Linked DNA regions of Macaca mulatta: region 2 is linked to region 1. The links are chromatin contacts, called in public Hi-C maps. All regions are on one chromosome and are shown on one strand. The core of a region is the stretch at or near the end of the contact, and the rest is flanking DNA. Distances in the headings are between cores, read along the strand shown.

Region 1 (5,505 bases), core at 2,223-4,722:
ATTTATGTTAATTATGTTTAGTCATCAATACATTCTAATTAACCCCTTACTCAAGTTATAATAATGTGGCCTCACTGAAAAATTCATGTAATATTAAGACCCTGGCACACCACCATTATTCAGATTAGTAGATTAATTGCCCATTTACTAGTAATTTTCTCTGAGACAGGGTCTCACTCTGTCACCAGGCTTGAGTGTAGTGGCACAATCACAGCTCACTGCAGCCTCAACTTCCCAGGCTCAGGCAATCCTCCCGCCTCAGCCTTCCAAATTGCTGGGACCCTAGGCATGTACCACCAAGCTCGGCTAATTTTTTCATTATTTTTGTAGAGATCGGGTCACCCTACGTTATCCAGGCTGGTCTCAAACTCCTGGGCTCAAGTGATCATTCCACCTTGGCCTCACAAAGTGCTGGGATTACAGGCGTGAGCCAGCAGCCCAGCTTTAATTGTCTTGATCCTTTGTATTTTCTCATGTTTTATGTCAATTCATGCAAGATAATCTGATCCACTATATTTACAAAGTTTTTAGGACTTCAAAATAGTATTAAGGAAGGGATTATTTTTAGTTAATTAAATTTTCAACATTTTTGTACCTTTATTAATTTCTAAATGTAAATTTTTCTTTCAGTATTTACAGCCAGAATTTTTTTCTTTTTAGCATATTTCCGATTGCAATATAGAAAACATGATTATTTTCCTTTCTTGTTTCAAATGAGGACATTTCTACCATGGTAATTCAAGTAAGTTAAATGAATGAAAATGTTTTAACTTTATTTGCCACTGTAAAGTGGGCTCTTTGTAACAACAGGTATGTGAATAATGTTTAAAAATTTGACTTAATCTTAGCCTGCTTTATCAGGCATCAAAATGCTTCTAGGCTGTTTCTTTTGATTTTAACCATGGCAAAACGTGAGCAGAAATGTAAGTCCACTAATGCAAATACAAACATGTGTAAACAGAAAGCCCAATCAACCAATGAATTTACTTTAGTGCCTAACAAAAATGAGTTTGTGATTACACAATCCATTGCCTTTATAAGCATGGATACTCTAGAACTCCATATATATTAGGAATTTTTTTTTTTTTTTGAGACAGGATCTCACTCTGTCGCCCAGACTGGAGTGCAGTGGTGTGATCTCGGCCCACCGCAACCTCTGCCTTCCAGGCTCAAGCGATTCTCCCGCCTCAGCCTCCCGAGCAGCTGGGATTACAGGCGCCTGCCACCACACCCAGCTAATTTTTATATTTTTAGTAGAGATGGGGTTTCATCATGTTGGCCAGGCTGGTCTCAAACTCCTGACCTCATATGATCCACCCCTCTCAGCCTTCCCAAAGTGCTGGGATTACTAGGCGTGACCATTATTACTACTATACATTTGTTTCACACTATGGCCAGTTAATGTCTTTCTGGTTACTTTAATAACTGACATTTATACAACACTGTAGAGACTACAGTATCCTTTCACATATATTATGATACTTAAACCCCACAATCACCCTATGAGAAAGGATAGTTATTATTACTTACTTTGGCGGTGAAGAAACGGGGTCAGAAAATAACCAGGCCAGTATCAAACAAATGGGAAGCAATAACAAATCTGGGTTCCTCCCTCCACCTTCATGCCTAGTCCTGTGCTTTTAGTATATTTGGCTAGCTAGGAGAGAAAACATAGATTATTCAGGGAGGAGGGAGGGGCCAGAGGTGAGCCTCAAGAGCAGTTAGGCCATGAGGTAAGCACTTCAGGGCGTTGCTACTCACGGGGTGGTTCAGACTAGAAAAATCTGTATCACCTGGGCGCTAGTTAGAAATGTAGGCTCTCAGGCTCCACCTCTGCCCTACCAAATCAAAGCCGCATTTTCAACAAAACCCCAGGTGGTTCCTATGGACGTTAGTTTGAGAAGCACTGCTTCACTAGTGACACTACATAGCCACTTGAACAGTATACATTAGACCACTTATATTCATCATTGTTGACGTGTTGTTTTTATTAGGTAAAACTTTCTGCAACAGTTTTCAAATTAAGTGTATTTTTAAAACAAGTTTATTTTTCCATGTGATTGAAGATCTCCACTTCGGTAACTGGGGTCATTAAGGAATATTAGAAAACCTTAAGCTGGTCAGTGCTTACCCACCTTTAAATTCCTCATAAAAATAAGGTCTTTCTTTTGCCTGAAGGATACACTAGAGAGCATAACTGCCCTCTCTATACTTTAAGCCCTTGACTAAAACAGGCCAGTCCTATTCATGTAAATCCCACCTCCCAACTTGGATATTTCAGGAAGTATTGTTTTGTTTTTCTGACTCTAAACTCTACCTAATTTCTTAATTAGTCTCAACACTTTCTGGCTCAAGAACTGAAACACAGCAACAGAAGCTAAAGGTAGAGAATTTAAGCTTGTTCCCACATCTACACCTTGGCGGATGGCAGCGACTGATTACGGAGACGAGTGAAAACCCTGCCCCTAACACTCTGCCCTAGCCTCATCCACTCAATTGAGCCTGAGTCAGCCCGATCCCTGCTCTTCTCTGTACTGCTCCTTCAGTGTCAGAGAGACACTAGACCTCAGCACGTGGGAGCGCTGATGAGCGGCCAACCTGGGTCTATTTAAAACTGCTATTCCCATCTTGAGGGGCGCCTACTCCCATAGAATAACCAGCCCAGGAAGGCAGGCGAGTAAATACTGCTCACCTGTTCCACCGGAAACCTCAAAATCCCGGCCCAACCTAAACTAAAGGTATCTGGTAATTAATCCTTGGCACCTCCCACCACACACTCCTGATTGGGCGCGTGAGAGAGGGCTGTGTCTGCGCGCGCTCTTACCAGTCCGGGGAATTCCATTTCCTCTTCCAACCACCGGTATAAGCATTCAGGGGCGGTGCTTTCCTGGCAGTGGCCCGCCCCAGTTCGAGCCGGTGCCTTACTGCGTCTCGCGAGATCTTGTACATTTTGGGGGCGGAACCCCGTCAAGAAGAGCGCACAAAACTGCTCTTAAGTCATTGCAGAGGTACCGCTTCGGTTAGCCAGCCACGAAGTTCTCGCGAGAGTCGTCTCCTCAATACCAAGTGAGGAAACTGGGGGACGCTGTGGGGAGGGGCGTGGGGCTGGATCGCGCAGCGGCAGCTTCCTTTACCTTCCTCCCATGGTCTCCTTCCGGTTCTCGATGCTTCTCTGAGCCTAAGGGTTTCCGCCACTCGTCTACCCTCCCCCAGCCCATGATCCGCCTCCCTCCCCCGCCCTTCTGGTCCAATCTCCGATCTGTTTAGTAAGAAGGTGCTGTTCCGAGAAGGAGAAGGAAAAGGGCTTGGCACGTATTCACTCGGCCCCGGACGTGGGAAGCAAGCCGTCTGGCTTCGGCCTCACATCGGTCCTGTGCTCGCGACGGCGGCGTTGGCGGACTGATCCGCGGCGGTGAAGAGGCAGGAGGAGGGGGAGGGGCGGAGCGTGGCAGCTGGCAGTAGTTCCGTCAGAGCGGACATCTTGTGGCTGTGTCGTGCGCGTGAGCCCCGTAGGGCCGGGGAGGCACCAGCTGCCGCGCGGGGAGGAGGCCGAGGCCGCAGCTTGAGGGAGGCCCCGGCCCCTCTGTACGCGTGGGTGTGGACGGCTAGGGCAGGGAAGGGAGGCCGGCCCAGTGGCCGGCCGGGTAAGAGGGGTAGTGCGGGCCCTGGGCGGCTTGAGCGGCCAGCCTATTGGGTGCGGTGGGGTAGGGTGGGAAGGCTGGAGAAGCCGCGGCCTCTCCTGCTGGAGGAGGAGGGGGAATGGGCGCGTCCTCGCGCCTAAGCCGGAGCCTCAGGGACAGCACGGGCGCGTGGTGGAGGTGGCTGGGCGGGCGCGCGCGGGAGCGCGCTGGGAGGCGGAGTGAGTGTACGGTGGCGTCAGAGGCGACACAGAATAGCTCGCTGCGAGGACAGCAACACACATCAAACCTCCCTTCCTTTATTTCCTTCCCCTACCCGGCCGCACCTTTGGGCAGAAACCAAAAGCAGCCCGGCGTCCGTCCGGAGTCTTCTGCTTCCCCCTCCCCCCTTGCCTTTCTTTGCCCTAGTGACGCCGGTATAGCGCCGACTAGGCCCCGGCTCCTCCTCTGCTGGGCTCCGGACCCTGCCCCGCACCCACCCCTTTCTCCTACGCCTCTTCCTCTCCCACCCGGGTCTCTTCCTTTCTAGAGGCCGGGAAGTTAAACTTGTAGCCACCACCTCCGCTCTTCCCGTCACCCTCGCCCCCACTTCGGGCCGAAAACACAGTACTGAGGCTGTTGGTGGCTTTGCCACGCCACCCCACCCACCCCGGATCGCGGCCGCCTTAAGGGACCTGGATTCATCAGGGGCTCTCCGGGGCCTGTGCGAGTGCTGATCTGCTCCGTTTTTGCAAAAGGCGCCTGTGTCTGGCAGAGCCGCTGTGAGACGAGACAATCCTGCCCCGCCGCCGGGATAATCAAGAGTTTTGGCCGGACCTTTGAGCATACACCGAGAGAGTGAGGAGCCAGACGACAAGCACACACTATGGCGCTGAAACGGATTAATAAGGTAACCCGCGGGGACAAGGGAATTGGGGTGGTAGTAGAAAAGGAAGGCTCGGGCCAAGAGGAAAGCGTGGGGGTGGAAAAGAAGCATAATTCTGAAAATACTAGTTGGATCACTTCTTCCATTGGGGGGGATGGAGAACGCGGATATACTTGAAGAAATGAAGGTTAAAGTTAGGGAACGGAGAACACTTGTGGCAAGTGAGATGTTATGAGTGTGCTTCAGTGGAATCGGTGCAAATTAGGGGTGGAGGAGAGTGACTTAAGGCGCCTTTATTATTTTATTTTTTTGCTGCTTAAGAGTTCTTCTGGGGGTCCGAATTGCGGAGAGACGCTCCAGCAGATGTCATGGCGCTTCCTATTCTTGGTGCTTGAAAACTTACTTTAGTTGTGAGATCAAGGTTATCTAGGTCTTTTAGCGGGGAGAAAGAAAACTCGGAGGGGAGAAAAAAAATCTGGGGAGTCCGGAACTTGACTGAGGGTCGGGTAGAAGTCTCGCATATTGAAGGACAGTGAGTGAGTCTAGTAGAAACTCTTCGTCGACTCTGGGCAGGTTATACCGAATAAGTGGGTTTGGGAGGAGATGGAATGACACAGTGTTGCCACTTCCTGTATTTTGTAGTTGCGGCTTTTCACCCGAAGCTATTTATCCGAGGGACACCGGGAACTGATGTAAAAGGTCTTCTGGAAGCTCCCTTTTCCTTTTGGCTGGGGAGTGGGGGTGGATAAGGGGTGCGATGGCAGTAAGGGAAAGCTAGATGTACCTATTTTTGCCTCATTCTATTTAATAACACTGCTGGGAAAGATTCTTTCGTTACTTGAGTGGTTTGATAGTATATTATCGATTTAAGTTGGAAAAAAACTATGGTTTTTCATAGCTCTGGGAGTGAGCGGAACCTCCACCTCCGGTGGTTTAGTCTCATTTTCTTGCTCTAACTTCTATCCCGCATTTTAAGATGGCGGCTGCTTTAACTGGTTCAGG
Region 2 (5,505 bases), core at 822-3,321, 41 kb before region 1:
TAATTTCCAGTTGTAAGGGAATGAATAGTTAGGCCCATTGTGATGTTAAAATTAAAATCAGCATTTAGTTGTCAGGGAAAAAATGAGCATTACATTAAAATATGTAAGTTACTTAAGTAAAAGAAGTGGGGAAAGTCAAAATTGTATGGAATTGCTGCAATTCTGTCAGAGTAAACTGGTAGGATCAAAAGATTTTGATGTTTATAAACACTTGATGTGAAACGTTTTTCATTTTATTTTACTTTTGCATTGCTTCTGATGTTTAGATGTTCCTTTTTAATGTTTATTATTGTTACCATGCTTTCTATTCAATTGCATATTTTCTACTAAAACTCTTAATATTTAAAAAATATTAAAATCTCACAATCCACTCAACAGAGCGGCTGTCTGAGCATAATTCTATTGATCTCTAGATTTGGAAGAGAATTTGTCATCTAGTTTATCCCTTCTAAATCTATCGACCACCCACCACCAGAGTCTTTTTGTTTGTTTTCTTCATGTTTGAGAGGGGCTATTACCAAAGCACCACATTTGTTTGGGGAAAGCATTCTTTAATTAAAAAAAAAATCTTCCTTAGACTGAAATTCACCTCCCAATAACCTTCACTAATTTGGTTAATTTGGTATCAGTTCTATATTTTAGTCTACACAAATCTTATTTTTCTTCTACCAGACAGCGGTGCGATTGCTGTATTTTAGGTCAGGTACTATGGATCTTTAGAACGTTCGCGGCGAAGCAACCCTATTTACCTCAGAATTATCTTTTTTTTTTTTTTTTTTTTTTTTTTTTTTTTTTTTTGAGACGGAGTCTCGCTCTGCCGCCCAGGCTGGAGTGCAGTGGCCGGATCTCAGCTCACTGCTTATCTTAATTAATGTTTGCACTCCTGATAACCTAGGACACAGGAGTTCAATACTTGTTGATGTCTTCACCATCGGTCTGAGTTCCGTTTAGAAATATCCCCCTTACAACCAAACTCGGTCTGAGTTCCGTTTAGAAATATCCCTCTTAACAATGAAATGCTTGTAACTCAACACCATCTCCCGAGTGTTGACTGCATTCTGGAGATTTTCATCCTTTAGATGTGAAATCCTCATGAGTTCTGTGGGTTAAGTGAGGGCCCTTAAGTATAGAACGTTACATATATTCACTAAAATTCATTTTCTAAGATTTCACCCCCATACCGGCCTTCGAATACTTTCTTGGGTAAGGTACCTTTCTTCCAACTTAAGTTCCCTCAGCAGGCCCCGGGACCTAGAAACGGAGGTGACCTCAAATACCCCCATGATAGGTCAATTCTAACGTGAGGGAATGGAGGTTATCTCCTAATTTCGTAACTAAATAAAACGGTCATATACGTGTTACGTGTAAGTCTATATTTCTCTCCCACACACTCCCACCCAACCCACACGCTGAGGCTACAACCCAGCCGATAGCTGGGGCTGCCTGTTACATGAGGCCTTAGATAACGACTTATCTCGCTTTAAAATAAACAAGTACGCTACAGAGAGCGATGAGCAGGGCAGGAGATGAAAGAGACTGGCCTGCTCCCAACTCAGCACCTTCCAGCACCTTCTCTGCAAAAACCTGGTATCTTGCCACGGAATGACACCGGAGACAACTCCGAGGACAAAAGACTGGCACTTCAAGCACCTGGAGGCAGCCTCACAGGCGTTCCCCAGAGAGCTGCGCCTGCGCGCGCCCACCTTCCTCTGCGCGCGGGGATCACGTGCCAGGCGCCGAACTCCGTTCCGCCCCTTGGCCCTAGGATTTTTACGCCTCCTTCCCCCGCTTGGCAAGCGTGCAAGGATGGGGACTGGCTGATCGGGGAGGATTACCTGTGAGCCTAGCGAACCCGGTAATGCTTTCAGGAACTGGGAGCCGCTTCAGATATGCGGGGAGCTGCACCTTCACGATGCGGGCCACGCTCTCCAGCACCATCCTGGCCAGCGGCGTCCACTCCTCTCCTGAGCCCCCTCCGTTCTGGCCAAGCTGCAGCGCCTGCGCCGAGAGCGGAAGCGGCCGGCGGGCACTCGCGGCCTCGGCCTGGGCGGCGGGCCCTGGGAGGAGAGGTGACCTGCCGGGCGCCGATTGGCGGAGGGCGAGTGACGTACGCTCGCGGCGGACTGCCGAGCCGCGGGAACCGGCGGGTAGCTAGGCCCTCCTCGGAATCTTGTATGAAGGTGGCCACCCTGTTGGGCCTTTAACGTCTGTAGATGCTGGAGACCCGCAGAAAGGATACTGTGTACGATGAGTTAAGCATGTGAGAGTGCTTTCTAACCGGAAAGTGCCTTTCAAAAGTGAGTCTCTTGCTGTCTCCACTTCGTCCCCTCTCGCCCCGCCTCTTCCCCTACGGTTTGGGTTCTGTGGCCCTAGGGTTGCATACTCGTCCATGAGTATCCTCGCCCTACCCAGACCCCTGTGCCTAAGTTTACTCTTTCACCCCAAAAGCCAGGCTTAAAAAAATAAAAATTAAAATATTTTAACTAAACCAGGAACTGCTTACATCTCTGCCCCTTGGCAACTTAACTGCAGTCCTGGCTCCAAAACCTTCTCTGATTTTTGCCACTCAGATAAGATTCGTAGTAGTCCTTCCTTAGATATTTTCACTTCCTTTCCCTTCGGGAAAGTGGTAAAAGAATCTAAAGCCGATCGGGCGTGGTGACTCACGCTTGTAATCCCAGCACTTTGGGAGGCCGAGGCGGGTGGATCACGAGGTCAGGAGTTCGAGGCCAGCCAGGCCAAGATGGTGACACCCCGTCTCTACTAAAAATACAAAAATTAGCCGGGCGCGGTGGCGGGTGCCTGTCACAGCTACTCGGGAGGCTGAGGCAGGAGAATCGCTTGAACCAGGGAGGCGGAGGTTGCAGTGAGCCGAGAATGTGCCACTGCACTCTAGCTTGAGCAACAGAGCAAGACTCTGTCTCAAAAAAGAAAAACAAAACAAAAAAAGAGTCTAAAGTCTCATGTACTGTTTTCTTTATGTTGCAAGGCTTCTGCTAAAGTCTAGAGCAGGGGGTCCAATGTTATGGCTTCCCTAGGCCACACTGGAAGAAGAAGAATTGTCTTGGGCCACACATAAAATACACTAACACTAATAGTAGCTAATGAGCTTTTAAAAAAGAATCTCATAATGTTTTAAGAAAGTTTACAAATTGAGTGGCATTCAAAGCCATCCTGTTGGGCAAGCTTGATCTAAAGTATTCCTGAAGGTTTTAATTTTTTTGTTGTTGTTACAAGGTCGCGCTCTATCGCCCACGCTGTAGTGCAGTGGTGAGATCATAGCTCATTGCAGCCTCTAACTCCTGCTTAAAGGATCCTTCTGCCTCAGCCTTCCAAGTAGCTGGGTCTGCAGGCGTGTGCTACCACACCCAACTAATTTTTAAAAATTTTGTGTGTATGTAGATGGAGTCCCATTATATCCACCCAGGCTGGATAGTTGTTTTTATTAATATCTCTAAAAGATTTGAAGGGTAGGAGGAGAAAATTTCAGTCCCTTGAAATAACTTTCTTGCTATGACTTTGTTTCATATTTTGGCTGAAGTCAAAATGTCCGAAGTCGTGCACTTGCTGATTGGATAATGTTTGTGATATCTTAATAACGTGCCTCATTATTTACAGTTCTACACTTAACTAACAACATGTAATAACGAACTGCTCATGGTCCAGTGTTTCATTGTGTATGACAGTGTAACAGCCAGTTATAATAAATACTTTTTATTTTTCCCCTTGGTATTTTTATTTTACAGTGAGAAAAGGAAGAAATTTTTTAAAGCAATCTTTTAGTCTCTGGACTGTATAAATTTAGTGTTTGTGATTGTCCTTCACTAAAAAAGAATAACTGTCAGTAATAGAGTTGACCGAAATCTAGATTAAATAATTTTCTATCATTATAACATGTTCAAAATTGTTAAAGTAAAATTTACAATGGAAATGCTACAAAGATGTTTAGATACATGTTTATGTTTTTGAGCTAGGGCAGTACAGAAGATGATATATACAAAGTGATGTTTAAAAGGTCGATGGATTTCCTTTAGAGAGCTTTAAGTTTGGGGGTAAACCCTGGAGCTTTTTTATCCTGAAGATGATGGAACTTGAATATCCTTGTCCTCTGGACTATTCTGTTAGCTGTTATCTTTAATCTCTGTGGATCTAATGCAGAAGCACCTTTGGGTACAACTGGATACCCTAGTTGAGGTAGGGGTAGGTTGGAAGTGGGGTGCATTAGGGGAAGAAAATCTTGGAAAAGGCCATTACCTATTCGTTTCTTCTCTTAGAGGATCTGTCATCTTGACAAGGGCAAGACATGCTGTGTTGAGTTCATTTTTCCCCTTGGCATTTTAAACTGAGAAAAGGAATTTTTTAAAGCAACTTTACATTCTCTGGACTGTATAATTTTAATGTTTGTGATTGTTGTGCGTTAAGAATAAGACTTCCAAGCAGTTTTTCTTTAAAGAATTAAAAAATACATACCTCAATGGTATAACATAGTGAAATGCTCAAGTGCCAAATGTACAGTTCCAGGTAACCAACATCCACATCAATACATAGAATGTTCAACAGAGGCGTTTTTAAAAAGTGCCCCTTCTAACCACATCGACCACCATTACTATTATTCTGTATTGCTGTGCATGTTTTTGACCCTCACATAGAAGTAATTTTACAGTACGTAATTTTTTATGGCTGGCTTCCTACCTCTTAGCAGTTTATTTGAATAGCTGGTTTGTTATTTTCAAGTAGAAAAAATGTAGTGAATGCAAGTCTATACGGATAAAACTTTTTTGGGAGGCCTTGAAATTCAGAGAACAGGTGTGGATCATATATTAGGTATTCTGATGCATTACATAAGCTATGCAAATGTATAAAAAGAGATAATTCCTAACTCCACCAATTTTAAAAATCTTATTATCCACTTAAAAGGAATATTTTCTTAAATTCCCTTTACTTAAAATTTAACTCCTGTTTTCATTTATATTTGTATTTAATTTCCACAACCCTGCCTTCTTGGCTGCACATGAAACATGGTCTAAAGATAACATTGCTCTAAATAGAAGTAATAGGCTTATCTGATCACCTTATGAGATAGTGTTTTTAGACTCCATCTTTAAAAGACATAAACTGTGGTCAGAAAAGTCAAGATAAAGTAAATATGTAAATACAGTTAAAGGAGTCATTATTTACTCTCAAGCACTTGAGTGAGGATCACTAATCCTCTGCCTGTCCTAGCTAGGCCCAAGACTTTTATTTCTTTCATGCTTTTATCCCATTAGGTCATCCAGTGCCCCAAATTCAAATATGATCATTAAGTTGATATAGCCCAAATCTCTATTTCCAGCCCAGATTTCTTTAGGCAATCTCAATTCTAGGAGTCTAATTCCAAATGCCTACTAGACTTCTCTTGACATCTTTGCCCACTGTGCTATTGGTTTGTTCATCAGTTTCACTGGTACATGTTTTCTGGAAAATATTACCTTGTTGGTTACATTCGTTGCTTATCTTTTCCTGTTG

The links. A called contact is a pair of places that touch in the nucleus more often than the background predicts.
Region 2: a Hi-C map of prefrontal cortex shows a contact between it and region 1, with 6 times the contacts expected there. The contact joins the promoter of CISD2 here to the promoter of UBE2D3 in region 1. A contact is called at or near these places in 5 of 14 Hi-C or Micro-C datasets (blood, fetal cortex germinal zone, fetal cortical plate and 2 more).

Annotation. Positions count from the first base shown.
Region 1 is chr5:112,193,218-112,198,722 of T2T-MMU8v2.0, reverse strand. UBE2D3 (ubiquitin conjugating enzyme E2 D3) reads left to right here and starts at 3,472. Exons shown (of 8, transcript NM_001261204.1): 1 at 3,472-3,585; 2 at 4,376-4,527. The coding sequence starts at 4,504. It overlaps LOC106998434 (a long non-coding RNA gene), which reads right to left and starts at 3,401. Exons shown (of 3, transcript XR_001444887.3): 1 at 2,825-3,401; 2 at 1,531-1,657.
Region 2 is chr5:112,233,027-112,238,531 of T2T-MMU8v2.0, reverse strand. CISD2 (CDGSH iron sulfur domain 2) reads right to left here and starts at 2,071. Exons shown (of 3, transcript XM_015138895.3): 1 at 1,836-2,071. The coding sequence starts at 1,938.